Regions from separate parts of the Mus musculus genome. Here regions 1, 2, 3, 4 and 5 are each linked to region 6. A link is a contact called in public HiCAR-type and promoter capture Hi-C data. All regions are on one chromosome and are shown on one strand. The core of a region is the stretch at or near the end of the contact, and the rest is flanking DNA. Distances in the headings are between cores, read along the strand shown.

Evidence for each region. Promoter capture Hi-C pulls out the DNA fragments that hold promoters and counts their contacts. HiCAR-type assays count read pairs that join an accessible place to other places.
Region 1: a contact with region 6 is called in a promoter capture Hi-C map of liver, with 2.2 times the contacts expected there. The contact joins the promoter of Brd3 here to the promoter of Gtf3c5 in region 6. A contact is called at or near these places in 3 of 39 promoter capture datasets (the C10 cell line, embryonic stem cells and liver) and 4 of 115 datasets of contacts at active chromatin or transcription factors (astrocytes, embryonic hindbrain, large pre-B cells and 1 more).
Region 2: a contact with region 6 is called in a promoter capture Hi-C map of pre-B cells, with 2.7 times the contacts expected there. The contact joins the promoter of Tbc1d13 here to the promoter of Gtf3c5 in region 6. A contact is called at or near these places in 2 of 39 promoter capture datasets (liver and pre-B cells) and 2 of 115 datasets of contacts at active chromatin or transcription factors (astrocytes and embryonic stem cells).
Region 3: a contact with region 6 is called in a promoter capture Hi-C map of neutrophils, with 4 times the contacts expected there. The contact joins the enhancer-like site here to the promoter of Gtf3c5 in region 6. A contact is called at or near these places in 4 of 39 promoter capture datasets (the C10 cell line, hippocampal neurons, neutrophils and 1 more) and 1 of 115 datasets of contacts at active chromatin or transcription factors (embryonic stem cells).
Region 4: a contact with region 6 is called in a promoter capture Hi-C map of pre-B cells, with 2.2 times the contacts expected there. The contact joins the promoter of Adamtsl2 here to the promoter of Gtf3c5 in region 6. A contact is called at or near these places in 3 of 39 promoter capture datasets (hippocampal neurons, liver and pre-B cells).
Region 5: a HiCAR-type map of astrocytes shows a contact between it and region 6, with 2.2 times the contacts expected there. The contact joins the promoter of Wdr5 here to the promoter of Gtf3c5 in region 6. A contact is called at or near these places in 13 of 39 promoter capture datasets (HPC-7-derived erythroid cells, the SN4741 cell line, cranial neural crest and 9 more) and 1 of 115 datasets of contacts at active chromatin or transcription factors (astrocytes).

Annotation. Positions count from the first base shown.
Region 1 is chr2:27,473,613-27,477,985 of GRCm38.p6, reverse strand. Brd3 (bromodomain containing 3) reads left to right here and starts at 2,313. Exons shown (of 12, transcript NM_001113573.1): 1 at 2,313-2,409.
Region 2 is chr2:30,131,590-30,135,528 of GRCm38.p6, reverse strand. It overlaps Tbc1d13 (TBC1 domain family, member 13), which reads right to left and starts at 1,783. Exons shown (of 12, transcript NM_146252.3): 1 at 1,617-1,783; 2 at 659-732. The coding sequence starts at 1,639.
Region 3 is chr2:29,648,092-29,652,285 of GRCm38.p6, reverse strand. The region is part of intron 1 of Rapgef1 (Rap guanine nucleotide exchange factor (GEF) 1); the gene reads right to left. Among named protein-coding and RNA genes, the nearest start is that of Rapgef1, 30 kb to the right of the region's middle. Within about 2 kb of position 2,820, at least 114 of the 459 cell types and tissues checked have an H3K27ac peak or open chromatin away from gene starts, as enhancers often do. A contact at or near this core is called in neutrophils and pre-B cells, where this site is marked.
Region 4 is chr2:27,077,322-27,081,290 of GRCm38.p6, reverse strand. It overlaps Adamtsl2 (ADAMTS-like 2), which reads right to left and starts at 1,912. Exons shown (of 19, transcript NM_029981.2): 1 at 1,718-1,912.
Region 5 is chr2:27,513,813-27,517,913 of GRCm38.p6, reverse strand. Wdr5 (WD repeat domain 5) reads right to left here and starts at 2,767. Exons shown (of 14, transcript NM_080848.2): 1 at 2,634-2,767.
Region 6 is chr2:28,580,837-28,584,668 of GRCm38.p6, reverse strand. Gtf3c5 (general transcription factor IIIC, polypeptide 5) reads left to right here and starts at 1,390. Exons shown (of 12, transcript NM_148928.3): 1 at 1,390-1,844. The coding sequence starts at 1,692.

The DNA.
Region 1 (4,373 bases), core at 1,064-3,563, 1.1 Mb after region 6:
CACTAAGCCTGTGAGAGATGCCTCAGGCAGTTGAGGAACTTGTGTCTGAGCCTGGTGATTCCAGTTCGAGTCTTATGTGGTAGAAGGGGAGTGCTGGCTCTCACACTGTCCTCTAATTTCCACATGTGCTCTGTGCCACATGTACACACACACATACACAGTTACACACACACACATACAGTTACACACATAGTTAGACACACATACAGTTACACACATACAGTTAGACACACAAAGTTACATACACAGGTACACATACAGTTACATACACATACACAGTTACACACACACACAGTTATACATAGTTACACACACATACACTGTTACACACACATGCACTGTTACACACACATACACAGTTACACACATAGTTATACATAGTTACACACACATACACTGTTACACACACAGTTACACAATACACAGTTACACACACAGTTACATACACATACACAGTTATACACACACCTAATTACACACAGTTACACACACATAGTTACGCACATGTACACAGTTATACACAGTTACAGTTACACACACATACACTGTTACACACACAGTTATATACACATACACAGTTACACACACATAGTTACACACATACACAGTTACGCACACATGCACAGTCACACACACAGTTACACACACTGTTACAAACACATAGTTACACACATGTACATAGTTACACACACACATACATAGTTACACACACACTCACACACACACACAGAGTTTTCTGGGTTTTGTTTAAAAAGTTAACTGGCAAGTCCCTTGTCCTAGTAGCCAGAGTGCTCAGTGTGTCCAGAAAGGTGAGACCCAGATGGCAGGAATGATAATAGAACCTGCAAGGTGACTGCAGTTCTGCAAGCTCCCAGTCATGGCTTTGCTGGGGAGCCTGGGTTCAAGAGTTTAAGGACTCTAACTTAGAGCCTCCCAGGTCTTGCTCTCCTACCCTGTGTTCAGTCTGCGACTAAACAGCAGGGCTTCCTTGCAGTGGCCACCTCGCCCCAGGGTGTGAGAAGCACCCATGCTGTAGACCAAAGAGGAGACAAGAAGAGCCTGGAGAGGCTCCAGCTTGTCCTCAAATCTCTTCCAAGGACCCTGGGCTTGGAGCTTGGGACCTCTGAGACCAAGGATGTCACTTTGCCTTCTTGAGCCTTTTTCATTTTCAGGTACAGAACATATTCGTTGTGTATGTGTGTGTATGTGTGTGTGTACGTGTGTGTGTGTGTGTGTGTGTGTGTGTGTGTCTGGTATTTAATACCATAACCACCTGTGCATTTCTTGCATGCAGCAAAGTGCCCGCTCAGCCAGAAATAAACTCAGTGACACCAGGATCTTGGAATAGGTCCAGCTCACAGCAGAATTGGAACCCTGCATTGGCAGGCAGGTTCAGCGGGCACTGATGGAAAAACTTGTTTTGTTTGTAACGTTTTTGTTGGGGTCTATCACACACCCACCTTAAATTACAACTGGATAAAAACTGACTAACGTAGGCACCATTGTAATTTTCACCAAAACCAAGATCTGAAGTGTGACCCCGTCCTAACCCTTTCAAAACGCAGAAAAAGGGCGGGACTTAATCTCATTCCTGTCTTTCCATAGGCACATGGGGACACACTGAGACTCCAGAGAGGGAAAGTTGGCTGGCACAGCCTGAAGCATCCCTTACTGGTGTCTAGCTTTGGAGAATCCGCCTTTTTCCGGCACCACCAGCCAGGTCTCTTACGGAGTCCCCAGGTCTTCAACCCGCCCCAGGATTTTGGGGCGGGATTGATCGCGACTCCTCCCTGGCAAGGACCGCCCTGCGCGCGCCCTCGCCAGGCTAATTAGGCGCGCGGTTTGTTTACAAACATGGGCTGGGGCCGGTGCGCGCCTCCCTGCTTGTGAGCATTCGGGGTTTGAGGGAGGCCTCGGGGTACCCGGGTAGTGACCCCAGGGTGCTAACTGCGTTCCCGCCTTTCCCACGTTTTCCTAGGCTTCTGGAAATCCGCCCACCAGTTCTTATTCCCTGCGTGTGGCTGAGAACGCTAAAGTGAAGGCGCGCGGGCGGGCCAAGGTTCCAGCGTCGCCTCGGGTCCTGGCGGGCAACCTCCCAGCCCCGCCCCCACGCGCCCCTAGGCCGGGCCCGCTGGCGGCCAGGGCGGCCGGGCGGGCGGCCGGGGGCGCGCGGGGCGGGGCACGGCGTGGCGCCGGCGGGGCCGGGACATGTAGTCCGTGCGCCTCGGCCTCCCCTGGGCGGCCCTGGCGCGAGCCCGGGCGCGGACTACGACTCCCGCCAGGCGCCGCGGCGTAGCGCATGAGCCCTGTACAGCTCCGGCGCGTCTATTATGCTGCCGGGGCCGGCGAGCCAAAGAGGAGCCGGCCGCGCGGGCCGGGAGCAGACGGCGCTGGAGCCGCCTAGGCCAAGTACGCCTTTTTCTCGTTTCCTTGTACACTCTGGGCGGCGGCGGCGGTGGCGGTGGCGGCGGCGGACTTGGCTGAGAGAACACGGCCCGGAACGCATGGTGCAGGCCTCCCGCGCGTCTCGAAGCCCGGAGCCCGGGGCCGCCGCCTTTGTGCGCGGCCGCGATGCAACAAAGCGGGGCGGCCGCCTGCCCGGGGTCGCAGCGACTGCGCGGGCTCCGCTGCCCTCCGCCTTGCGCTGTGCGCCCGCGGCTTGCCGGTCGCCTCGGGCCGGACTGGGAGGCGTCGCCTTGGTCGGAGCGCCCAGCCTGGACTTGGCACAGCCCGCGCTCTCTGCGCCAGCCCTCCCTCACGGAAGGGATTTTTTTTTCCTTTCCCCTTTTCCTCTGCCCGCCATCTTCCGAAGGGGACTGCCTGGAGGATGCGCGGCGCGGGAAGGTGCGCGCGGTGTGCCCAGGGTCGCTCCGGCGCCACTTAGGGCGGATCGTCGCAGGGCAGGCCAGGCTGGGCCTGGACACCGCTGGAGCCTTGCAAGTGGGGCAGCCGCGGCGTGGCTTGGGGGGCGGCGGCTGCATTTGCAGAGTTATGGCCCGGGAGACGACTTTGCGCGCTTACGAGTTACTGGATTATTGCAGCCAGGCCAGGAGGAAACCCAGTTCATGTTTTGAAATCAGCCTAAACGAGTACTTAATCCGGGCGAGGTCGATTCGGATTGAGGTGGAAGGGGTGGGGTGCACGTCTTTTTCTTACTTCGTGTATAACACGCAAGCTAGTTGGGTGAGGAATGCGCACCCCAAAGCCTCTCGTATGTAAGGTTCTTGAGGATTCCCGGTGAAAAATCCTGGCGGCTTGGGGAAGTTCTCTCCACCAGTTGCTGCGACGGGGGCAGGGCTAACGAGGAAGCCATAAACAGTCTTCTTGCCCTGGGGCGGCGGGGGGGGGGCGGTAAGGAGCGGGAAGGGGGCTCACTGGGAGCCGGGGCATACCTTTTGTGAGTTCATACTTTAGGGCTCAATTTTAAGGCTCTGCCCTTTGCAATTTTGATTAAGAGCTTTCTGCCAGAAATAAGTGCACAGCTGTTGTTTCTCTACCTTAAACTTCTTAACTGTATAAGTTTGTGTCTCTGAGGTCATTCTTGTGTTCTTCAGTGGCTAACATGGGACTGGGTGCAGGAAGAGAAATGAGTGAAGGAATTGAAGGGCTCAGGTCCTGTCCCCCTTAACCCATGAGGACAAGCTGGTTGTTGTGTCGTCCATCCCCCCCCCCTTTTGTTTTGCACTTTCTTAGTGGTGTGCATTACTGGGGGTGGGGGTGCCCCTGAAGAGATCTGAGATCTCTGCTGTGCTGCTTGAAGTGAGTTTCTCACAGGCTTTCCAGGGTCCAGGAAAGGAAGGACTCCAAGGATCAAGCCCCAAGCCCCAGTGACCTTTTTTGAGTGGCCCTGAGTGTGGCCTCTCATTCGCAAATAGAGGCCTGTTTGCTGTTTGTTCTGTTGGAGGCCTTGATGTGCACTGTTGGCTGTAGATCATGAGAGGTGAGGTACAAGCTTGACAGTTCAGGAGGTGGGGGTAATTTCTTCCTGACCTTGCTTATAAACTCCGGGTCCACTGCTTTAGCAAGACACCAGGAATCTGTGGCGATCCAGACCTAGCCCCACATCCGGGGAATTCAGGAGAAAGGCATTAAAAAGCTTTTGTAGGGTGGATGACCAGGGGGTGTGCCAGTTCGTTCATTTCCCTACCTATATATCTATTTACTTTATTTATTTTACTTTTAGGAGATGCCAGGTTTACTTTCACAAAGAGTAACTGCTTTCTTTCCACAGTGCAGTATCCTGTTTTGGAAATGAGCTTTGAATGAGGGATGGAGCTTGTAAAAGTGTCCTCCCTCCCTTAGATGGTGAAAATGGGGGGGAGTGCTGAAAGGAAAGGCCCTGCCTGGCTTGCCTCTACTCCGGCTTCTGTAAG
Region 2 (3,939 bases), core at 534-3,033, 1.6 Mb before region 6:
AGAGCAACCAGGATTAAGACAGGTGTGATGTGCAGTCCGAGCTCTGCACAATCAGCACAGGCAGCTTCCCCTCTGGGGCCTCCACACCACTCCAGAATGGGAAGGCCAACTTCTGCAATGCTGTCAGGAGTTCAGAAGAATGGCTCTGAGGGTGGCTTCCCTGACAATGAGCCAATTAACCACCCCACCCCACCCCAATCTGCACGACACAGGCGACTTAAATTCTTTCTTTGAAAAGTTACTAGGCAGTACCACAGGAGCTCTACAAACATCTTGGGATGTTTTTACAGACGGGGTAAAAATCCAGCTATTGCTGTGCTGGAACATTAACCATGTGGGGGGCAAAGTCAAATGTGGTGGAAGTTCAATTCCTTAAAATTGGTGCTCTACGGCTTGAGTTTTAACACTAACCAAAGGTCACTCTCAGCTCTGATCCACAGCCAAGTAGAGAACCCGGGAACCACCCTGCAACTTCCTTAACTCAAGAAACGAGCTGAGAAATGCTGAGAGGCCTTCCCTAGGCACAAAGGGTTACCACCGGTGCAGTCTTCAGGCCACTTCAAGGGATTTGGGGGATCACCCCCCCCCCCCAGCTAAGGGCCAGCTTTCTGCCGGCAGGCAGGTTTCCAGGGAAACCCTGAGTAAAAGTGCATCTTACCACTAAAACTGAGTTCTCGAAGCTTTTCCAACACAATGGAGGGCTCCTTCAGGACATCCTGGAAATCTGCAATCCTTCAAGGGCAGAAAAGGAAACGCCAAGGTAACAGGCTTAATGACCACTCTTGCAGCCAGCCCAAAGATCTTTCACTCCCAACGGTCTCCAACTACCAGCTTAGGGAAGTGGACAATACAAGTTTCTTCCTCTAAGATCTGCCATGTCAACGAAAAGCCATGAGAGGTATTCTAATCCAAAGGGTTTGAAGTGAGAACTTAACATTAAGCACTGTCCACTGTTAGCGAGCTGGCATTTCCTGGGCACTTGCTGCGGCCAAGCCCAGCCCACAGCACACCACTACCCGAATTCACACAACCAAGCTTCCTGCAACCAGGAGTAATTGGATCCACAGACAACAGACTTGTACAATCTCCCCATGGCTCCCGAAGCTCTTGGCTGGGTAAAGGGGAGGGGGCACAGACTTCTCGGGCCTGCCCTCAGGCAAAGACAAAAGACTAAAAATTAGTCCTGGAGTGACCAGAATTTAGCGGGCGTTGCAAGATGTGCCTGGGGTGGGGGTAGGAGGTGGATTTAAGAGGCCAGATTGGAGAACCTGGATCCCCTGGTGTTTCTCATGAGCATGGAGCACAGGGACAGGGGCATTTGGGGGCGGGGGAAGGTGCGAATCCTAGAGCGAGGAAGCGGGGAGGGTAATAGGGGGCTGGACAAGGGAGACACTAGGGAAAGGGGTCCCGAGTGAGAGAGAAAGAAAGGTGACACTGAGGTAAGAGAAGCATCTCTGCTTCTCGCCTCTGCCACACAGGCAATGAGACCGTAAGGGGGCTCGCCGCCGGGGGAGGGGGCTGTTCTTGGCCGCACATGCGCTGAGCAGCTCTCTCTGTGCGAAGGCCCGGCCTGGACGGAGCGGTCTGGGTGCAGTCTTGACCTCAGGTCTCCTTACCGGCTCTTGTGCAGACTCGACATGGTGTTGACTTCCGGACTCCCGAGCTGCTTCTGCAGCCCCAGCTGCCGCCACCGCCACCGCCCCCCTCCCTCCGGGGACACGGGGCGCTGGGCAAAAGCCTCCGGCAGGAAGCAGAACTTGGAGCGTGCGCGTTCCGCGGGGGCGGGGCCGCGCTGGGTCCGCCCAAGGGTCACGTGACGGGGACTTCTTTAAGGCTAGGCAAACCGTCAGTTGAGCGTCAGGACGGCGTGACTGTCAGTGATCCCGCTGGCTATGAGTCTCCCGCCCTCAGTTTCTGATTACTGAATACACTTGTCTATCTCTCTCACTCCCTGTCATTAACTGCGGTACAGTTGTTTGGTTGATTGAACTAGTTGTTTGAACTAGACTTAGTCTCCGGTGTGGTCTCATTCAATGTCGAGTCCTTCCTTATGGAAATGACCCTGTTGCTCAGTAAATACCTCTCGGAGGAGCCGGAGGAGTACAGCTCAAGGTTTCCTTGACTTTGGAAGTTCATAAACTAGAATTCTGGCAAGCCTGGCGGTGGTAGCTCACGCCTTTAATCCCAGCTAGAAGCAGGAGGATCTTTGAACTGACCTACAGAGTTCCAGGACAGGAAGAGCCACACAGAGAAACTCTGTCTTGAAACTCCTCCCCTCCCCCGCACTCCCATCCCCAAGTAGAATTTCTGTAATTGCACAATTTTAAAGCAATAGAAAATGAAAAACAGGAGCTAAGGGTGTAACTCAGTTGGTAAACTCAGTTGTGAGTGTGAACTTAAAAGAGCAACTATGAAAATCATTGGCTAGCATGCACGAAACCAGGTTTCAGGTTCAGCACTCCTTGTAGCTGGATTTGGGGAAACATGCCAGTAATGCCAGCATTTGAGAGGTGGAAGCAGGAAGATCAGAAGTTGAAGGTTCAAGAAGTTCACTCTGCTAGAAGTGAATTCGCTGTTGATGCTCCAGGGAATAAAGCACTCACGTGAGCGTGAGCTCTGGCGTTTGGATCCACAGAATTCATGAAAGAGCTGCCAAGAGGGGCGGGAATGTGCAAGGTTTAGACGGCAAACAGACTCGCTGGACTACCTTCAGTGAATAAAGGGGAGAGCCATCAAGGAAAGCAAATGGCCTTTAGGTCAGGGCCCCTATACACACGTTATTGCTACACATATTTGCACACACAGGCACACAATTTCTTCTGTAAATTATGTGTATGGGTGCTTTGCCTGCATGTATGTCTGTGCACCACTTACCTGCCTGGAGGTCAGAAGAGTGTTGGATTCCTGTGGAACTGGAGTTGTAGATAGTTGTGAGCTGGGAAATGAACTAGACCCTCAGAAAGAGTAACTAGAGCTCTTAACTTCTGAACTATTTCTTCAGTACCCCTCCCACACACACACAATGTTTTTTTTAATTTAAAAAAGAGAGCTGGGGGCTGGAGAGATGGTTCAGTGGTTACGAGCACTACTGCTCTTCCAAAGGTACTGAGTTCAATTCCCAGCAACCACATGGTGTCTCACAACCATCTGTAATGAGATCTGATGCCTTCTTCTGGTCTATCTGAAGACAGCTACAGTGTACTCATATACATAAAATAACTAATTAAATCTTAAAAAAAAAAAAAGCCCAACGTGGTGGCACAGGCCTTTAATCCCAGAACTCGGGAGGCAGAGGCAGGCAGATTTCTGAGTTCAAGGCCAGCCTGGTCTACAAAGTGAGTTCCAGGACAGCCAGGGCTACATAGAGAAACCCTGTCTCGAAAAAACCAAAAAAAAAAAAAAAAAAAAAAAAAAAAAGTATTTGCAGAGTGACATACTTCCTTCAATAAGGCCACATCTCCTAACAGTGTCATCTCCTGTGGCCAAGCATTCAAACACATGAGTCTGTGGGACATTCCTATTCAAACTACCACAACCACCCTTTGTTAATTTGAAACCCAAACTCACTACTCTCAGTGCGGTCTGGACTCACCACCAACTCTGTTCACCTTTTCAAGTTTGCTCTTTTTTTTCTTGAACCTTGATATTCCATATAAGGTGAGTCTTTCAATCTTTCTTTTTTTTTCTTTTTGCTTTGTTTTGTTTTGGTTTTGAGACTGGGTATCTCTGTGTGGCCCTGGCTGTCCTGGCACTCACTCTGTAGAGCAGGCTGGCCTTGAACCCACAGATGTGCCTCCTGCCTCTGTGTCCTGAGCGCTGGGAGTAAAGGCGTGTGCCACCACTACCATGCCCTGCTTGAGGTAAATCTTTCCTTCTTCCCTCCCTTCCTCCATCCTTTCTTATTTTGAGACAGGGTCTCTGGTAGTTCAGGAGACTTCA
Region 3 (4,194 bases), core at 1,571-4,070, 1.1 Mb before region 6:
GACTTTTCCATGGACTCCCCTCCCCTCAACAACTGCCAGCTTTGCTCTGTGTAGCAAAGCTCCTGGAAAAACTGTATTTGTCTAGTAGCCACTCCTTGCTGTGACTCCCTTCACTCTCCTATCTTCAGACTTCTGGAGCCACATGACAAGGCCCCAGGACTTATAGTCAAGTCTCAGTCCTTAGGCACTAGGACACAGGTCGGCATCACCTGGCACCCCAGCGCCCTCCCTCCACAGCCACACTTTCCATGGCAGGCTTCCAAGGCACCCCATCTGCCCCTTATGCCTTCCACTTTACCTCTCAGTTCCCATGGAAGCCTTTCTACGCGTTACCTGGTCTCTCCTGCCCTTTTAATGCTGGAGGCTCTGGAGCTCTCGTCTCAGCCCCACCTTTTCCAGCTTAATTCTCAGGTGAGCTTGCAGACCTTTACAGTGACAACTTTCAAAAAGCCAACTCTTTCCTGAATCCCACATTCTTTAGTTTGCTATCTCTCCCTTCCCCTCTCCTTCCCCAACCCCTCCCTCTCTCTCTGTGGTGTATGTAGCATATATACACATATGGGAATGCTTGCAGAGGCCATGTGTCTTGTTCTACTACTCTCTGCTTTATCCATGAGACAGGGCTCTCACTGAACCTGGAGCTACTATGGCAGCTGGCAAGCCCCAGCAATCACCCTGCCATTTACCCCTAAAATGCTAGGGTAACCAGTGTGAGCACAGCCCCACCTGGCTTTTTTTTTATATGGGTGCTTGGGATTTGAACTCTCGGGTCCTTACATTTACATAGCAAGCATTCCTAGTCACTTAGTCCTTTTAGGCGTGAACCCCCATTTTTATACTCAACAGCCTAATGGCTACCTCTTAGATTTCTCACAAACATCTCAAACTCAGCTCAACTTCTGTCAGGCCCCCCCATCTGTTCCTCTTGTAGCAGCATCCCTGCAGATGCACTGACTATATAAACTCTGAGCTATCCTTGCGCCTTTCTCCAGGTCTTTTTCCAGGTCGCCCGCCGCCCAAATTCTCCCTATCCCAAAGCTCTCCCTGTCAACATTTCTGCAGCTGTCTCCATGGCCTCACATGCTGTCACTCTCCAGTCTAGCTTGTCCCAGGATGCTCCTGGGCTCCCATTTCAAGGTCCTCAGGTTGTTCCTTTTAGAGCATTCTAGCATGAATGTCTACAACACTTGGGCTCCGTTAGTGCTGGGTATCTACCTTCTGTACAGAGACTCTCTTAAAAAGCATCCCCTGTCAATAAAAAGGCAGATGACCAATGAGCTGAGGCAGGAAATAGGTGGGACACTGGCAGGAAGATGAGAGGATTCTGGGAAAGAGAATAAGAAATCCAAGGGAGAGCAGAGGGGACCCCGAGGAGCCGGAGGACATGGTGGTAAGCCAGCAGGTAGCAGAATGAGGGCAGACTGAAGAGAAGACTCGTCTGGGGAGCACAGAGGTCAGTAGCATGAAGCTGAGGAGAAGTGCCAGCCAATGTGGAAGATTCAGACTAGTTTGAATGGGTTAAATAACTTACAAGCTGGTCAGGGAAGAAGCCAAAGCTTATGGCCTAGGCATTTATTAATAAATAATTAGTCTCAGAGTCATCATTACGGGAGCAGGGGCTGGAAGGAGAAAACTTTTAAAAAACAATCGTCTTCCTCCTATATAAAACTAGGAATTGGGGCTGGTGAGATGGCTCAGTGGGTAAGAGCACCCGACTGCTCTTCCGAAGGTCCAGAGTTCAAATCCCAGCAACCACATGGTGGCTCACAACCATCCTAACGAGATCTGGTGCCCTCTTTTGGAGTGACTGAAGACAGCTACAGTGTACTTACATATAATAAATAAATAAATCTTTAAAAAAAAAAACAAAAAACTAGGAATCCCTAAGCACTGGCCGTCCTCCGCGCTTCAATGCCAGTACAGGACCTACCTCCCAAGAGACAACCTAGCACTAGTTTGTGTACAAACTTGTAGACTCCAGGGGGCAGCAGTGATTTGTGTTTTCACAATTCATGCCCTGAGCCTAGAACAGTGCCTGTGTCACACATTCGACGGCTAAACATCAGTTTGTAACGGGAATGATGAAACAGACTTTTCTCCCACTGAAAACACTTTACTTTGGCTAGAACATTTGCAGGGAGCATGGTTCCATTAAACTTAGTGCCTCAGCCTGTTCAATGGCAAAGAAAACACCAAAGCCTGTAGTCTGGATAAGATTCCAGAGCCTTCCCTCCTCTATCTCTCCTCCCTGACAATGAAAGCTTGGCACGTGGGCTCAGGTGGCCCCATTCTAATCACAGTGGTAGGCACTGTAGGTGGGCCCTGCGTGGGTTTCCCCTGTGGCCTGGAAATGACAAGATTCTTCTGTTTCCTGTGTGAGTGAGGGTGGGGCATGCTGCTGACTCCCAGAGGAGCAATGACCACAGAAAACATCCAACCCGAGAGACTCTAGAGGTTAGGGGTTAGTAAACGGTCTGTCATCCAGAATTCCAACAGCAGCCTGCAAACAGGGAAGGGTTTTCATATTTCTAAATGTTTATGTAAACACCTACATAATGGTCTGAATTTTGTTTCTTATTCTAAAATCCTACCTACCTGGTCCTTTATGTTTTCAGATCCCTAACACAGATGAACTATAGGACAAACCTCTCAGCTTTTGTCTATGGTCTTCAGGGTTCCTAAAAGTCTTACAAGCAATCCCTGGAAAGTAACTGTCGATCTTGGGTGGCTGATGGCCACTGCAATCACAGCAGATTAGGGCAACAGCCTCTACACAGCTGGAAAAGGAATCTTGAAATCCGGAAATGTATTTTACGCACGTTCCCAGGGTGAAACACACTCTACAGCCAGTGGCTCAGGACAGACATTGTTCTAAATTTGGAGCTATCTGATGACAGAGCCAAGTTTCCTTCCCTTTTCTTACCCACACCCAAAGTAACACCCACACTTCTCATGAGAAAAACCCCTTCACACTTACAGTTTCCATCCCCTATAACTGATCCCTGCTGAATAAAAGATCCAACTTATAGAAGGCTGGAGTTACACGCCAACTGTGTACAAAAAGAACCCATCTCGAATGTCAATCCTTTGGTACCACACCTGGCACACAGGAAGCCACTGGCATTGCCTAATACCATATCCCAGCTGTTACTGGTCACTGCTACACATGCTACAGTGCTGTGTTACATATGGTACATGTGACATATGCTATACATTGTATTTTATAGACATTCACACTCTCCATGTAAACTGTTTTATATGTTATAGAACATTTACACATATATCATGTTAAATATGAAGCATATGATATACAATGTACTGTTTCCTATTAGTACTGCATACATTGTCCCAACCCTGTTATAACATTAGTAACAAAAGATACAAGCTATAAGACTTCACATCCCACCTGGTTCTTCCATTGTTAAAATTAGATAATTATTTTAGATTATTTTACCCTCCTGGTCTAAGGCATGTGATTTCTAAAGTATCCTATGTAACCTTCTGTTTTAAAAGGTTTCCTCTCATCCTGAACCTTCTTGTGATATTACCACACATGGCTTTCACCCTCGCTCTGACCCTTCCTCATCCATCACATTTAGTCACATTCTGAGGTACTACATGAGTTGGCTAATTAAGAGCACCTTGACCATTTATTATGATGCATTTATTTATAGGCCAGGTCTCATTATGTTGCCCAGGTTGGCCTTCTCAAGACCCTCCTGCCTCAGCATTCTGTATGGATTACTGTATGGTTATTATACATATAACCACACCTTGCTCTGTTTATCTGCGGTGCAGAGCTGGTGTCTCATCACTTAGAAGCAGTTAGGAAAAGGACCATTTGGGTTGTTTGCCCCTCCACATCTCCAGACCCAGCAGTTGGCCCAGCATTAACAATGTAGGGACTCTTTGACTCATTCTACATCTTCAACAGGAGAAAAAATTTTAATCATCAATACTCTTTGGAAGATAGAAAATAAAAGGTAATGGCAATAAATGTGCATCCTTAAACAAACCAAAGCAACCAAGAAAAGTCCAAAGCAAAGCAGAACACTGTAAGCCGCAGCTTCATCTCACTGCTGCTGCCAGCCCTGGATGGTCTCTCCTCAGATGACCCGTCACTGTGGCACTACAAGTACAGCTGACATTTTCGAGAAATCTCCAAACAGATGGGACATGGGTGCTGATGAGCTG
Region 4 (3,969 bases), core at 663-3,162, 1.5 Mb after region 6:
ATAGATGGGATACCCTCCTTCTTCTTGAGCAATGGCAGCCTTCCCTTCCCAGAGGAATCCTCACAGCCAGGTATCCAGCAATCTGGTCCTCAGGTGCAACACAGCTCAGGGGTCTGGGCCCTCCTCTCTCTCTTTTTTATTAGATATTTTCTTTATTTACATTTCAAATGCTATCCTGAAAGTCCCCTATACCCTCCCCCCCACCGCCCTGCTCCCCTATCCACCCACTCCTACTTCTTGGCCCTGGCATTCCCCTGTACTGGGCATATAAAGTTTGCAAGACCAAGGGGCCTCTCTTCCCAATGATGGCCAACTAGGCCATCTTCTGCTACATATGCAGCTAGAGACATGAGCTCCGGGGTACTGGTTAGTTCATATTGTTGTTCCACCTATAGGGTTGCAGACCCCTTCAGCTCCTTGGGTACTTTCTCTAGCTTCTCCATTAGGGGCCCTGTGTTCCATCCTATAGATGACTGTGAGCATCCACTTCTGTATTTGCCAGGCACTGGCATAGCCTCATACAAGACAGCTATAACAGGGTCCCTTCAGCAAAATTTTGCTGGCATATGCAATATTGTCTGGGTTTGGTGGCTGATTATGGGATGGATCCCCGGGTGGGGTAGTCTCTGGATGGTAAGTCTCCATCCTTTCGTCTTAGCTCCAAACTTTGTCTCAGGGCCCTTCTCTCTTGAGAGAACAGAGATATGGAGGAGGGGCAGAAGGAGGTACAGCCTGCACCTGGCTCCTGATTCCCTTCCAACAAAACAGCCCCTCAAACCCAAACACCCACCAAGGGTTACGGTGAATCAAATCAAGAGAGCTTCCAGCCTTGCTGCTCCAACTCTCAGAATGGCTGCTGCGCACCTCAATTTAAACCCTGTCCTAGAAAGGAAGCTAATGTAGCTTGTCCCAGGTGGGTGTCATCTGCTGGTGAGTTAGACAATGGGCTTCAGAAAAAAGAGGCAGCTTGCCCAAAGCCACACAACAAGGTAGCCTACTGCCCCCTCCCCCACCACACACACACACACACACCACAGAGCAAACTTAGGGACTCAGTCGCACCCAGCAATTCCAGGGGAAGAAAGTCTGGAAATGGTCAGCACCCTCGAAGCCCTGATACCAACTGTCCTACTGTCCTACTGTCCTTCTGTCCTTCTCCCTCTCCCTTTTTTTCTCCCTCCCTCCCTCCTTCTCCTGCAGGTGTCCAGGAGCTTGGTCAGCATCACCCTTACGTCCACCCACCCCCGACACTGAAGGTCTCCATCTGAGTCCCTATTTTCACTCCAGCACAGAGTCCCCATCTCACACAGTCCCATTAGCCTCCATGGCTCCCCAGTCCCTGCTGCTGCCAAAGACAGGTGCCCAGTCAGCCTCACACTTGGTTTTCATTAAGGCTCCCAGACACTGCTGGATTCCAGCCAAGTCCAGCTCAAACAGGATCCATCTCTCCCTAGGGTCCAAAACCTTCAACAGGCCCACCACAGCATGGCTTTGCAGACCAGACAGCAACTGCTAGTACCAAGGTTGTTGCCTCAGGACCACCCTGCCACTGTGTGGCATAGGTTGTTCCCCCCTTTCTCTGTGGTTGAATACCCTCACCAGGGGCTGGGACATCCCCCGGCCCCCATTCTGAACAGCTTGGCTGGTCTGGGATAAGCTACATCTCACACCTCCCAAAGACCACAGTATGAGCAGGGACAAGTATGTAGTGGCCTACCTCACCCAGGGTCAGCAGGTTGTCCTCCTTTTAGAGAAAAGGGTGAGAGCTACTGCCAGGTGCACGGTGCAGGAAGGTGAGTGCAGAGATGTGCGGGCTCTGCCTGTCTCTGGTCCTGCTTCCCCAGCTGCCTCCCTCTCCCACTTCAAAGAGCATTCAAGGGAGGGGGTTCCCAGGAGGGGCTCTCAGCCCAGTGGCTGCTCTGTGGCCGCAGCTGCCTTTATAGCTGTCAGGCAGACGGGGAGGAACTCACACTTCCCACCGCTGCTCCCCCGCCCAGCCTGCTGGCGGCTGGCCGGGCGCACACTTTAACCCGCTCTGCTCCTCTGGAGTATGGCCAGGCTGTCCAGCTGCCTGCTGGCTGCTGCTGCCACAGTCCAGGATCAGTGAGTGAGCCTGAGACTGGCTTGCCTAGGTCCAGAGTGACTGACCCTAATGGATCAATTAGCCTGAGGTCATGTGGAGGGAGGTTGGCAGTGGTGGAGCGGAGCCCCCTTGACCCACCCATCTAACTTCAGCTTCCAGAGAAGGCTGGAAACCATGTGATGTCCAGGCTTTCGGCTCCTGTTCACAGGGAAGACACAGAGGTCCAGACATTGCACGGGTGCAGGCCACCCTCCGTCCTTGGAAAACAGACCTGAACAACGGAGGAACTGAGATACATCCAGAGATCAACCAACCAATGGCTCCAGGGAGAGGAAGAGGTGGCTACAGCCTATCGACCAGATGTCTAGGAAGATCGTCGGCACGGGGTATTCTGCAGATGTTTGGTACCAGCTTGGCTGGACCCCACAGCAGCTGGGCAGCTATTGGCAAGCAAGCAGGACTCAAGAGCTCTGTCCCTGCTGAGCTAGAGCTGAAGTCTTATGAATCCAAGAGGACTTTGGATGATGAGATGTCTGCTCTGACATTTCCTGCTCTCTGAAGCACCCCGTCCTGGAAAACAGGCACCTTCAAATGCTAAGTGATTCTGAAACAACATCCCACAAGCTGGCTGAGCCATTTCATCCATGCCTCTGTCCCTGTAGTGGGGACTGGAAGTCCTCTCCTTTTCTCTGTCCCTCCCTCTTGTCCCTCCCTCTGTGCTAGATGATAAGCTTCTTCAGCTGCCTCTTTGGGCTGCTAAGAGTGATACCCTGGGGGAAGTCTTGTGTCTGACCACCAGACCGCAGCCAAGAACAAAGCAACCAGCAAAAACCAATCAGCACCCAGCCTCTCTGTGAGGCTTGAGTCAGGTGACAAGCATCTTCATCATCTGTACTTTACCGAGGAGAAACTGAGGCTGGGAAGTGGAGTGGTCTGCTAAAGCCACCAGTCAAAGTTGTGACAGATACAGGTTGCGGCGCTGCTCTGCCACACACCCTCTCCTTCTGCCTGGTTCTTCAAAGATGCTGGCTGGCTCTCCCAGCTTAGACTGCGACAGGGGGCAGAGGGTCAGCTCTCACTCTGCCGGTGTTCAGTAGTGACTGACCTTAAGGTATTCAGCTTCTGTTCTCTGTCACCCTGACCTCCCATGACCCTTATCCAGGCTCACACTGCCCCCCTGGGGCCAATAAGAAGAAGCACAGACATTCTACAACCTGACACACAGCACACACACACACATGCATGTACATGTGCACAGGATCTCACTGGCAGACCCAGATCAGATCTCCCTTATTCTGGAAGCCTCTGCCACTTCTCCTCCACCCTGGCTGACTACCAGACCCTGTACACCCTGGAGCCGACCCAAGATCTCCTGGCACTTCTGGCTTCCACATGCTCCAGCGCCGGGGTGACTAACAGTTTCCCTTGGGAGGGACCCCACAGCCAACTGACATGCCCACTCGGCATCTTCCTTTGGCCTGGCCACTTGGAAGACAGACCTGTGGAGATGTATCGTTGCCTTTGTGATGCCCACGAGTGTGTGACTCTCTAGGTACTGGCTTCCTGCATTAGCTATGCCTTCATTTCCCTATGGAAGATCCTTAGGAACTTCCATATCCAAGACTCCCTGGCAGTCATAACTACTTGGTCCACAATGGGCTGAGGATTTCAGAGAGATTGAAAAAGACTAAACTCCACCCCCCAACCAGGTTCCTCCCCTACCCTGCATCTTCAGAGTGTTCCCTCATACCGATGAGGGTGGATACTCAACTGTCAAGTGCCCTGAACCAAAGCTGTATAGCATTAAACAATAAAATGTCATGATGTGCCAGGAGAAGTGTACTGATGAGAAAGTTTTGTCCTGCTTTCTGAGTGGGGACATTTTG
Region 5 (4,101 bases), core at 1,518-4,017, 1.1 Mb after region 6:
CCACCCGTAATGAGATCTGATACCCTCTTCTGGTGCGTCTGAAGACAGCTACGGTGTACTTACATATAATAAATAAATAAATAAATAAATAAATAAAAGAATAAAAAGGAGAAACACGACCACCACATTGAACCCTCCAACAAATCAACTGTCCCAAGCTGGGGATAACTGTCACCCTATCCCAGGGCTGACGCTTCAGACACTCTGTGTGATGGCCTAGGCTTCCCACTGTAGCAGACAGGTGTATACAGGGATGTGAGTTTGCTTCAAAGAGCCCTTGACACAGTATTTAAAAGGCTTTCTAACAGAAACAACAGGCCAAGTAACAGGAGGTAGACTTTCTGTGCACAAGTCTGTGAACTTACCCAAATTCTAAAATACACCCAAATAATTTGACGAAACACAGTGGCCTCACCTCCTCAGTGGCTCCCTGTGACCTCATAAACTGCAACATGCCTTTAACAATACCTAGAGCTTACAGAGCACAGGGACTCAGTGCACAAAGTACTACCGAAAGCGCTCCAAGAATAAAACAGAGTAGTCACTGCCCCCATGTGAAAGAAACCTCTGGGGGAGCAGCACAAACAACAGCAGATAAGCTGCAGGTCTGAGGGAAAGTAGTTATTCCAGTCAGCTGGACAGACTCAGCCTGAACATGTATGCAACTGCAACAGTTTACTGCAGTTTACAGGAGGGCCCATCACCTGCACGCATCCAGAAAAGCACACCACCTGACTGGGAAATGAGCTAGTACTCCTCTAACGGAGAGCTACTGAGACATTCCTCAGCCATCAATGTAAGGAGCAATCATAATGTAAAGTCTGGCTTTGAGGTTAAACCTGAAACCTCACATGGACCCCCACATAAGACTAAGATGAAAGGACACCAAAAGAGAACAATGCCTCAAAGTCTTCAATCCTAGAGGAAAGAACAGGAACACCATGCACCACACAGGTGCAGCCAAGCTGTTTTACCTGCAGCCATCTCCATCAAGGTCAAATCCGCTGTAGCTCAAGCCCAGGTGCAAGGATCAGACTAGGGTAGGTCCCAGGGGCCTCTCCACAAACAAAGCTCTTGTGCCCAGGAAATACCAGCTGCTTGGTGCTTTTAGCTTTTTGGAGACAGGGTCTTGCTATGCACTGGTATTAAAAAACCAGTCTCAAGCTTGGTATGGTTGGTGTAACAGGCATAAATCAACTACCAGGCCTGACCTGGTGCTTATTCTTAATGCAACTATGGCCATGAGTTCCCATAGCAACCACTTTTGTGGACCATACAGGTAGCAACAGGAGCTGAGACTTAAGTAATGAAAAGGGCTAGAAAGTCTCTTTCAACCAGCATCTCATCTCCCTACTCCAGTGAAATGAAAGGCCAACAGTGTAGGGCAGATCTATCTCCAGTGTGGGAAGTCTCTAGGAACTAAGCTTCTTTTAGCATATAAAGAGATTCACCTAACAGCAGGTGGATGACCTTGCCAACAAGCACACCACCACCCAGCCCTGCCCATCACATCGTTAATAAGCTGGGTCTTTCAGGAAGACAAATATTAACATCTGAAGACACTAGTTGTAGCACCACCCACTTTAATTCCAGCTCTAAGGATGAAGAGCTCTAAGGATGTGGGCCCCAAACAACCAACCAAAAAACAAAAACAAAAACGGGGAAGAAAGAAAGAAAGAAAGAAAGAAAGAAAGAAAGAATATCAACATTAGCCAATCTGCCTCACAGCATTCAGGAGGCTCAGGAATTCAAAGCAGTTAAATGTGAGGCTAGCATCAACCTGAAACCGGCTCAAAGGAGACCACCACTTTCCAATTCCACAGGGTAGAGTCCAAGACAGAGCACTCAGGAAAGCAGGACTTGGGGAGGGCAGGTCTGGGAGGAAGCTGGGTTAAGCAGGATCCTCAGCAGGTGGTTTGGAGCTGGCCTCCACTGCCCACAAAGGAGGTAGGTAACCGGCAGCCGCAGCCGGGGCTTTACACTAGAGTGAGCCTGACTATGGAAGGGCAGCAGCCATCAGTCTCCCTCCAGTCAAATGTAGACTCCTGGTTTCCACCCTAGTACACAAGTATGGGAAGACAGAATGGTTCAGTCACTCAGGTGAGTGCAGTAGGTAACCCAACAAAGAACTCCAACCCATCCTCTCTGGGCTCCTAGATACCTAGGTACTAGTAGCCTTGGCTTCACACCACTGTGCGCTCAACTGCCCGGCTGTCCCGGACAATGTTCAGAAACCCTTGACCGGTCAGCCCTAGTCAGGTAGAAACTTGCGCTAGGACACAAATGAGGGTTGTGCCCGCAGCACGAGAGGCGCCAAGTGGCCAAGGAAACCTGCGCGACGCTGGCTGGGTGTCCCCGATGAGACAGAGAATTCCACTCCCAGTGACGCCAGTCTGAGGTGTGAGTCTCGAGAAGCTCGCAGGACTAAGGGTCTAGGGGCGTAGCAGGGGCCGCAGTGGAAGTAGCGGGCCGTGGCGGCCACAAGGGGCGGCGGGGTCGGGGCGCGGCCGCAAATGCGGCGTCCGGCCCGGCCCGAGGCCCTCGGAACACGTGCGGCGCTGTGGAGCCCGGAGCCCGAGGGCCCTCGTGGCCGCCGCTCGCCTCGCGCCCGCGGGACCGGGTTTCTCGCTTACCTGCCGGGGCCGCGGCGGCGGGGCCGGGCGCTCTGGCGTCGCGTCGGCTAGCCCTACGCGCGAGAGCAGACGATCTGCTGGACTAGGCGGCAGCGGCGCGGGAGGCGGGAGGGATTGCGCGTGCGCGAGGGGCGGGACAACGGGCGGCGACGAGGGTCAGAAAAACTAGAGGAGGCGGAGCGCCTTAAAGGGGCCGTCTGTGGTTCTCGCTTCCTATTTGACCGCTACTGGTGTTCGGTAACTGCAGACTGGAGCACTCTAGAATTAAAGATGGGTGAGAACGTGCTTAGGTGCCTCTCCTGTTATTCTAGGCTGTGTAGCCAAGCTAACAGTTACAATTTGCCTGTGCTGGCCCGTGCCTGCCCAGGACTGTTGGGAAACCTCTTGGTGCCACTGGTGGATGTCCACGAGGTCCGGAAGTCCGGAGCTCCTGCGGCCTCCCCAGCCTACCGCAAGGCGGGGGGCTTCCTGCCGCTGCAAACCACAGCTCAAATTGAACATACTTGCCTCTCTTCTACAGGGCCATAAGGAGGCTACGCTGTACCACCACCACCACCCCACACAGACACACTCCGAAAAAGGTCTTAGGAGCTACCGCTGCAGGGAGAGATCTACAGTAGTGTCCAGGGAAGGCAGGGCACTACTGTAGAGAAGGAAGCCTGCACGCTGACAAGAGAGGAGCTACCTGACTTAGAAGACAAACAAGAAAGAATGTGGACAGGAAAGGCAAGTGTCCCTAACACAGGGGCTCCAAGTCCTCCAGCTATGCATGCATCTGGAACGATGCAGTTGCACCTGAATGTAGGCTCAGGCAGTTCACATTCCAGGCAGCCACAGCATCCACTACAATCTGGCTCCTGTGTGGCTCTGGAGCTCCATTTTAAAGGCTTTATCTCATTTTCACAAGACAGCCCCTAGCAGGCTGGCCGGCCTGCAGTTAGCAAAGTTTTGACAGCCCTCTTTCCTGTTGGACCACCTCTACTCCTGTCACTAACGGGGAAAACACCCAGAGAGGAGGACACAGGGACAGAAGGAGAACCTGGAGCCAGGTCTGCACCTCTCACTTCACTGTCTAACTCACATGGTCTTAGACTCTTGGAGGTGGCTATGACCTGTGCAGCCTCATCTTCCAGTCTGGGAATATCAAATATAACGCGTGGGGAACCTGTGCAGAGGGAGGGACTAAGCAACTGAAGCTTGAGAATGGAGAGTGTGTGGTTGCCATAGCTACAAGAGTGTGAGAAGACTGACATTGGCCTGGAATCTCCTGCTAAAGGCACAGAAACAGTTCAGACGAATCTGTGTGTCTAACAGACCTATGCCAGGAGCCCTGGATGGAGTGGAGCATGGGATGGTAAGAATAACATCTCCGTATCTGCCTAGCTAACCGGACTGGAAACCAAACCTAATCCTCTGCCACCCACCTCTCAGATAACATTCAAACCTGTCCACCTCCATCCTCATCCCG
Region 6 (3,832 bases), core at 141-2,640:
TGGGACTCAACACCTTGAACAGTAAGCACCTCTTCCATCACTGAACAGCGTCTCAGCCTCCAATTCCTTTGCTAGTTGTTCTTGCTACTCAATGTGAGTTCTAGAAGGACAGGCTTTCTGATTCATCATCCACTCCCCACAGACCCAGGCATGCAGGAGACTGCATTTCCTAAATGCTAAATGTGTGGACACTGCTTTCATTAGCTGCCTGATCCTTTTGGCTCTTCTCAGCTTCCAGTCTGAAGGGTCTGATTAGATAGGTAAGTTTTTGTTTGTGAGGGTCTGTGCGCCAGATCTGGCTTGGATCCCAGGCAGGACCAAGTCTCTTTCTCTCAGAAGCTTGGCCTGAGGACCTCAGGTTGGTCCTTGTCTTTGTCTCCCCTCCTGCCCTTCTCCGTGGTTCCTGTTCACATACGGACATGCCTCTCTAGAATGAGATTGATTCAGTGTTCTGTGGCCACGTGTCGATCTAGGCCTGGATTGAATGAGTCATGAAAGTGTCGCCTCATTCATTCACTGGCTCACAACATCTTTAGTGAATGTATACTCTGTGTCTACCCCCGTGTTCAGGTCTGAGAGGTCCGCAGCAAAGCAATACTTACCTTTAGGAAGCTGCCAACACAGTAAAGCAAGGCCAGCATTAAGCAAATAAGGCTGTGCTCCCCGATGTGTGCGTCTGAGTGCCGAGTGCACCAAGGAAATCAGCAGACTAGGTTTAGGTTATCATGGTGGATCCCCAGGGGAGATAAAGCCTATACATAAACCTAAGTGATGAAGAGAAGCTGACAGCTAGGTGGTGGGGGGAAAGAGGGGTGAGGGTCCCGCTGAGAACAGGAACAACGTGAGATCGCTTTCTAAGATCATGTTTATATCATAAGGAGAAGAGATGACAGCTGAATATTGAGAGTGTTGCTACATTGGATGAGGGGTTTACCGAGGCTCCATGTAGCTTAGAAGCAGCTTTGTAGGTTCAGGAACCGAACTTCTTCTCATTCAGAGGTAGAAGCACCGAGTTCAGCAGACTTACCTATCTAATCAGACCCTCACAGAACCAACAGGTGAGTAGCCTATGTTGCAAATTTTGCTAAGCATGCTGTGCGTACATCCTAATATGGGATGCGATGTGCATCTAATATTTTACTGTCATCTCTGCAAGATGACAACAAAGGCTTTGAAGCTTGTGTATTAAACTCACAGAGGTGTGATGATAAGAAGTTATCAATTTGTTAATTTACAGTTGCACTCAGCCCTAAATACATGCACACAGGAGCAAGGCTAAGAGGACTCAGTGGACTGCTTTTTCTTTGACAGCCGAAAACCAGCTCAGGGATGAGAGGCGGGCCAGAGGACGCCTGGGGCACGTCTTCAAGCTCTCATTGGACGGGATATCCGGAAAAACCCGGTCGAATCCTGGCTTGTCTTGGTTGGGTCGGCTGGTGGGATACGCCCTCGTCTCGCCCCTTTGTCCAACCCTCTTCATTTTAAATTAAAAAGCCCCCAGTTCTGTGTGGTGTAGCAAAATAAACAGTTGCGGCGACGCACTTCTTCCTGGAGGCCTTCGAGTCTCCATGATTTAAGGAGACGAGAAAGGTAAGGAGGACCGGAACAATTCCTTCGCGGAACCTTTGAGGTGAGGCCTCGCGGAGCCATTTGAGAACGGACCGCGGCGGGCTGGAACCAGACTAGTAGGCATGGCGGCGGCGGAGCCGGATGCGGACCCGAAGGCCGCCATCCCTGTGGACCTGCGGCGGGAACGGCGCTTGGTGTGCGTGGAGTACCCGGGCGTAGTACGTAACGAGGCCAAGATGCTACAGACCCTGGGCGGCGAGGAAAGCGTCTCTCGAGTAAGGAGCTGGGAAACTCCGGGACCGCGGGAAAGGAATCGTGTCTACTGAATGGGCGGGACCACCGGGCGGGAGAGCGGTTTCCGTGGCAACGGAGAGTTTAGGCAAGCTCTAGGACCTGTTGTGAACTAGGCGGTATTTTCTTTCTGTCCCCAAATGTGAGTAGCATGCTTGGCATCTATCCCAGGACAGTGAGCTGCTCTGACCTTATTGCTCTCGGCAGAAAACCGAGGCACGGGAGGAAAGAGAACTTTTCCACCACCTGTAGTTGAAACTAAAAGTGACACAATTCGCCGGCGTTGTATTATGTGGTTAGCACGTACAAAGTGCTCTCCCGCCCCCCCTTGGTTTTTTCGAGACAGGGTTTCTCTGTGTAGCCCAGGCTGACCTCGAACTCAGAAATCCGCCTGCCTCTGCTTCCCAAGTGCTGGGATTAAAGGCGTGTGCCACCACTGCCCGGCTTTTTTTTTTTTTTTTTCCTGAGACAGGGTTTCTCTTACAGCCCTGGCTGTACTGGAACTCTGTAGACCAGGCTGGCCTCGAACTAGAAATCCGCCTGCCTCTGCCTCCCGAGTGCTGGGATTAAAGGCGTGCGCCACCACGGGCCGGCATTTTTTAATTTTTATTTATTTATTTTTTAACATGCCACAGTCCTTTCAATCCCCAGGGCCGGAACTGACAACATCTGCATTTTACAAGTAAACAGGCCACATAACCACACAACAAGTAGTGGACCTAAAGTGATGCTCTGTGGAATCTTGGAATTGTTTCTTTAGAAATGATTTCCCTGAACATCTTAGCATAAGCAGATTCTGGCTCCTTCCGTTGATAATTCCACTCAGATTTCAGTTTGATACATGTATTACCTGTTCATGTATTACATTTATTACTTGGCCCTGGGGCTGTAAACCGAGCTAGGATCTCTCTTGTTTACCTCTGTACTAATATCTGTACAGATTCCCCATTTTATAAAAATTTATCAAGTATTTGGTTAAGTCCTAATGAAGCTGGGCAGTAGTGACCCACACCTTTAATCCCAGCATTACAGAGGCAGAGGCAGGTGGATCTTTGAGTTTAAGGCCAGCCTGGTCTACAGATCAAGTTCCAGGACAGCATGAGCTAACAAAGAAACTCTGTCTCAAAAGAACAAACAACAAAACGTCCTAATAATATCCTAGTGAACTAGATACTATTTTTCTTTCCTTTTTCCAGATAAGGGGGCAGGTAAGAAAGGCTAAGCCAGACATTGCTACTGGTATGACAGGAAAATGAATTCCAGCACAAATACAGTCTGAGCTGCTGCTCCACTTTTTTATGGGTGTGGATAAGAACTGATGGATGTTATGATATTGAGAGAATCCTTGTTCTCCCTTACCCCAGGGTTGCCTGATATAGACAGTCTTCCATTCTTACATTTTTCTTGGGTTTCTGAAGTCGTCCTAATGTGTCAGGCCATGGCTGGGCTCATCCCTGCTCTGGTAGGTCAGAACTGTGCGTTTTATGAGAAGGGTGCCTGAGGAATGAGGCTGCCGTTTTCAAGATTCTAACCTTATTTTTAGTTGTGTATCCAGGTGATTGTGAAAGCCAGAAGAGGGCGTTGGACCACTTAGTGCTGTGATTACAGGTGGTTGTGCACTATATCCAATGTTTGGGTGCTGGGAACTGAACTCCAGTCTGGAAACAGCTCCTAACTTGTGAGTCATCTCTCCAGCCCTCAGGCTTCTTTTAACTTTCATGTTTTCCCTAACTTGCTACTGAGCGCTTCCTGAAGGCCCCTATCCTGAGTACTGGGAGTCAGGAGTTAAACTTATGGGTGGCCAGTGGATTGCGCCAGTACACACTCTCTGTTCACACACACACAGCTGACACTCACTGCATGCCTCTTACCAAATGTGGGGCAAGCATCTGTTCACATGTAGGTGTTAGTACTTACCAGGAGTTAGGCACCACTGTTTTAATTTAATACTCGTAACAGTATCATATATGAG